2 separate regions of the Mus musculus genome follow, and region 1 is linked to region 2. The links are chromatin contacts, called in public promoter capture Hi-C maps. All regions are on one chromosome and are shown on one strand. The core of a region is the stretch at or near the end of the contact, and the rest is flanking DNA. Distances in the headings are between cores, read along the strand shown.

Region 1 (2,700 bases), core at 134-2,633, 940 kb after region 2:
GAGAACCTGATCCCTGGAGGGATTAGTAGATACTGGAAAAGGGACAGGATTTAAAGACAATAGCTGCCCCACTTCTAGTGCTATTTTGGGGGAATGTCACAGACAAAGAAACAGAGGACATTTCCCAATAAGGAGTTGGAGAAGTGGGGCTCCCCCCACCCCAGCCCCACTGCTCCCCTCCTACCACAGCCCTGATTCCTCCCATCCTGTCCCGCTTTCCCCTTCCCCCTACATTCCACAAAGGGATGGCTGTATCAAGAGCAGCTTCGTCCTGAGACCCTAAAGTCAGTGACCCCCTCATCCAAACTCTGCTGTTCTAGGCCTGAAAGCCCCCAGGTTGAGATCTTCAAAGCTCACTACCCACAGATTCTGAGATCCAGTCCTATGCCCCTGTTGTGTGAGACCAAGAAATCTTCGCATCTCTCGGTTGGGTGCCCAGTTCATACCAGCACATGAATTCTGGGCACTAACAGTCTCAGACCCTCAGGATTGGAAGAGGGTTGGAGGGTGGTGTTGAGACACGGTCTCATATAACCCAAACTAGCCTTAGACTCACTATGTAGCCAAGGATAACCTTGAATTCCTGATTCTTGTGCCTCCCAGAACATCAGAACAGTCTGCCCCCAGATATAAGATCCTCAAATACCTGACAACCAAACTCAGGGATCCCTTTTAGGACACCACGAATAACAGTGTCACTGTTCCTAATAGTTGGCTGTTTCTTTGTTTGTATTCCAAGACAGGACATTGTTGTTTCTCAGCTGGCCCTGAACTCAAAATCCTCTGCCTCAACCTCTTGAGCACTGGGACTTCTGGCCCTAAGCCCTCCCCAGTTCCCCGTACCTCATACTCTCCAAAGCTTAATTCACGGGGCACCTGCCCTTCCACAATTTCCCAGTCTCTGAACCGTTTTTGTTTGGTTTTGCTTTGGTTTGAGATGATATTATTATGTTGCCCTGACTAGTCAGAACTCTGTAAACCAGGCTAGACTTGAACTCATAGAGATCCACATGCCTCTGCCTTCAGAATGCTTCCTCCACAATGTTAAGAAGAGCAGCCCCAGATTATGTACCCCCCCCCCAGATTCTACCCCTCCACTTTTGCCACTCCAAGTCTTCCCAAAGGCTCAGGCTTAGCTGGGTTGCTGCTGCCTATAATCTCAACTCTCAGGAGGCAGAAGGATTGCAAACTCAAGGCCAGCCTGGGCTACCGAATGGGACTGTCTCAAAGAAGGAGGAAGAGGAGGAGGAGGAGGAAGGAAGAGAATATTCTGTCCCCACTGTCACACCTGGCCCCCATTCCCCAAAGACATCAGTGTTAAGAACTCAGAGACAGTTACCTAAGGCTGGGTCCACAGATGCTGTAGAGGGAGTCTGAGGCTTCTGAGGACAGTGACGCACCCCCTGGATTTATAGCTAGGTGCTGAGCCCCGCCCCAGGTTGGAGGAGGGGGCGAGGATTCCGATATTCAGACACCATCCCCCATGCTCAGAGCCCTGCCCTGCCCCCTCTGGCTCCATCCAGTTTGGGGGTCCAACACCTGTCATCGGCTTCAACATCCCTGTAGGATTTCCATCAGCAAACACCGTAGGGCTCAGGCTCCATCAGGCCACCCCTCAAACCCTCTTAGAGTACCCAACAATACCCAGTGCTTTGGAGTTCCCAAGACTGGAAACAGTACAGGAAAAGGAGGCTTAATGACCCAGGGGAATGTCTTAAGTGAGGTTCTATTTCTACCTCTGTGTGGCTTCTCTCAAACTTCTCTCATGGCCTCTGTCTCTGGCCTCCATCTGTATATTCTGTGTCCTTCCCCCCTCCCCACATGCCCCCCCCCCCGCTTCCTCCATCTCTCTCCTCTCTGTCTCTGTCCAAATGTCTCCCCCCTCCCTACCCCCACTCTTTTGTCCACCACCAGAATTCCACCGTGGTGACAACAGGCAGCTAAAGCTGGGAAGCAGGTGTGGGGAGGGGGGAGGGGATGAGATGTCAGACTGGAGAGCCCTCACTCTCCCAGCCCCTCCTCTTTCTAACCAACAGGAACATTTTTAGTATCCTCCCACCACCAACCCCCACTCCCAGTCAAGCCGTGACCTTGAACTCCAGGGAAGCTAGTGGTGGCAAGGCAAGCTTTCTCGCCCCCTCCATGCCTCCCTCCAGTGCAGTTCTGTTTCTGTGGGTGTTCTGGGCTTCTCTTCCCCTCTTGGGTTTGGACTCTTTGATCTTTCTCTCCTCTCTCTTCCCTCTCTCTCTCTCTCTGTGTATGTGTGTGTGTGCACACACATACACACACACACACATGTCCATTGTCTGTCATCTGGATTGCTGTGAAATTCTGCATAGCTTTTGGTTTTTGTTTGTTTGGGGAATGAGATAAAAGATTTGAAATGAAAGATGTTCCACATAGTAGGTCCCATGTAGCCCTCATTAGACTAGAACTCATTATGTAACTAAGTACAGCCTTGAATTTCTGATCCTCCAGCCACCACTTTCCAGTGGTGGGATTAACACGATCTCTCTGTGGTTTTGTCCGTGTGTTTCTGGCGGTCGGTGTGTCTGTATATTTCTCTAAGCTGTTTATCACTTGGGCTCTGCCCCTCTGTGTCTGGGCCATGTGTCTCTCTGTCTCTCTTTCTCAAGCCTTCTGCATGTCTTTGTGTCCTCTCTCTCTCTCTCTCTCTCTCTCTCTGGTTGGGTGGGTGGT
Region 2 (2,700 bases), core at 37-2,536:
GAGGCAGTTTCTGATTGGCTGCCTGAGGCCAGGTGGTGGGCAGCCTCTGATGGTGAGGCAGTTTCTGATTGGCTGCCTGAGGCCAGGTGGTGGGCAGCCTCTGATGGTGAGGCAGTTTCTGATTGGCTGCCTGAGGCCAGGTGGTGGGCAGCCTCTGATGGTGAGGCAGTTTCTGATTGGCTGCCTGAGGCCTAGGGTTTTTCCAATAACTGACTTGCCTGGATTTGTCTAGTTCTGGGAAACAAATGTTTAGGTCTAGTCTCCTGACCTACCAGATTGAAGACTGCCATGGAGTCAGCGTCTGAGTGATCCCATGGGTAGTGCCACCCACTGAGCTGTTGGTCCTGGGTTCTATAAGAAAGCGGGCTGAGGAAGTCATGAGGAGCAAGCCAGTAAGCTTCTCCTGCCTCCAGGTTCTGCCTGGTCTCAGTACTGCCTTGGCGCCCCTCAGTGAGCTATGACTCTAGAAATGTAAACCATATAAACTCTTTCCTCCTGGGGTGCTTTTGCTCTGGTATCGCATCACAACGGCAGTAACCCCAAGACACCCACTGAGTCCAGTCCGTGCTAATTGTTGGAATGTTGAGTAATCCTGCAGGCTTGATTTTGTCTAATAGCCACAGCTGCAATGAGTTCACGGCAATGTCACATCCTGAAGGTTGTACCATGCCCATCTGTCCTCAGACTCTGGCGTTCTATCTATCCTATCTGGTGTTCCTCAAGCCTTGGTTGGGGCGGGAGTGATATAAATGTCCCATCTAGGGTGCTCAATAGTCATTTATTCTCAGCATCTTTACATTCATCGCTGACTACTGTGGAGAAGTTTCCCTCGCACTATTGAGTATAGCTCTATTAAATATGAACATCAGAAAGGCAGTTTAATAATATGCCCATGGGATCCCTTTCTTACTTCAGCCTAGATTTGTTTGTTCGTTTGTTTTTCAAGACAGATTTTCTCTGTGTAGTCCTGGCTATCCTGAAACTGGCTCTGTATAGGCCAGGTTAGCCTGGAACTCAGAGATCTGTCTGTCTTCCTGAGCACTGAGGTTAAAGGCCTGTTCCACCACCAGCCAGTTTATAATAAATCTATTAACCCTCTCTCAACCTAGAAGAATACTGGAGCTTTTCTTTAAAAGTATATTGGTCAAGAGAAAATTTTAGGTTCTTCTCTGGGAGAAAGGAGACGAATGATTCACAATGAGACGAGGGGGACTGTAACTGACTGTATTCCAGACAGTACAAACCGGTCTCCCTTCCAACCCCAGCTTCAGAAGTGCAGCAACAGTGCCACCTCCCTGCAGGAGACAACAGGAACCTCAAAGGAAGAGATTCAGACTGTTATCAACCTTTGCTCCTATCCCCTGGAGGAACCAGCCGTCACCTAACACAATCCCAATCCAAGTTCCTGTAATGTGTGACACAAATTTTATGATTTTTTTTTTAACTGCAAATTGACAACCAGAGGATATCGTGATAATGGTCAGAAGTCTCTACTAAGAAAGTGAGAAGCGGGTGCTGGAGAGATGGCTCAGTGGTTAAGAGCACTGGCTGCTGTTGCAGAGGACCCAGATTCAGTCAACAGCCCCTACTGCTAACAGCCTCCATAACTCAGGTTCCGGGAATCAGAGGCTCTTTTCTGACCTTGGGCACAAGGCACACATGTGATGAACAGAAAGTGGGGACTGCAGTCATCAACTCACAGCAGCTATGGTTACCTACCCAAGACCAAGCCAGTCAAATCTCAAGAATGTATAGGGGAGGAGTTGAGGTCCTGCCTCTAACCATGGAACTATTTATTAGCAGTTTATAGTCGCTGGGGAAAAGGAGAATTGTTCTTTTTTATATTTTGTAAGATTTGTTTAGCCAGGCCTTGGTGGCAACGTGCCTTTTATCCCAACACTCAGGAGGCAAAGGCAGGTGGATATCTGTCAGTTCGAGGCTGGCCTGGTCTACAGAGTATGTTCCAGGATAGCTAGAACTACAGAGAAACCGTGTCTCAAAAAACAAAAAAACAAAACAGAAAAACAAAATGAAATGGCATTATTTTATTCTTGTGTATGAGTGTTTTGCCTTCATGTAGCTCATATGTGTGGCTGGTGCTCTGGGAGGTCAGAGGAGGGCTTTAGATCCCCTGTAACTGGAGTTGCAGATGATTGTAGGAGCAGAACCCTGGTCCTCTGCAAGAGCAACAAGTGCTCCACCACTGAGCCGTCTCTCCAGCCCTAGAGATTCATTCTTTTAGTGGGTATGGAGACTGGTAGATTGCTCATGCTTGCAGAAAGTTTTAATCCTCATCTGGGGTTTCTATTCCACCTTTGACCATTTAGTTCCTGGATAAAAGACGCACACCACCTTATATTTACAATAAGCCTTAATTGGCACTAGATCTGGGCAGTTATCTACCTTCTATGCTATTAAAATCTGGTTCCTATCGAAACCCTGAATTATTACTTACTCTGGTTCATCTGGGCCAGAGTAACTCCAATTTGCCAGCCTCAGGGCCATGCTTTCTTGACCCATGGTGTCTTTCCCTTTCTCCTCACCTTCTCCCCCTCATGGTTCTTCTCAGGCCCCTAGGCCCAGAAACCATAACCCCTGCCTATGTCTCTTCTGCCTAGCTATTAGCTGTTTGCATCTTTATTCACCAATCAGAAATAAGTTGGGGGCAAAGTCACATAGTGTCACTTGGGTCTATGTGTG

Evidence for each region. Promoter capture Hi-C pulls out the DNA fragments that hold promoters and counts their contacts.
Region 1: a promoter capture Hi-C map of stem cell-derived epiblast-like cells shows a contact between it and region 2, with 10 times the contacts expected there. The contact joins the promoter of Tnnt1 here to the enhancer-like site in region 2. A contact is called at or near these places in 11 of 39 promoter capture datasets (the 3T3-L1 cell line, 3T3-L1-derived adipocytes, the C10 cell line and 6 more), 4 of 115 datasets of contacts at active chromatin or transcription factors (bone marrow-derived macrophages, embryonic stem cells and trophoblast stem cells) and 2 of 9 other capture datasets (adipose tissue and liver).

What each region holds. Positions count from the first base shown.
Region 1 is chr7:4,514,592-4,517,291 of GRCm38.p6, forward strand. It overlaps Tnnt1 (troponin T1, skeletal, slow), which reads right to left and starts at 1,384. Exons shown (of 14, transcript NM_001277903.1): 1 at 1,340-1,384.
Region 2 is chr7:3,573,130-3,575,829 of GRCm38.p6, forward strand. No RefSeq gene overlaps it. Among named protein-coding and RNA genes, the nearest start is that of Oscar, 42 kb to the right of the region's middle. Within about 2 kb of position 1,287, at least 20 of the 459 cell types and tissues checked have an H3K27ac peak or open chromatin away from gene starts, as enhancers often do. A contact at or near this core is called in stem cell-derived epiblast-like cells and trophoblast stem cells, where this site is marked.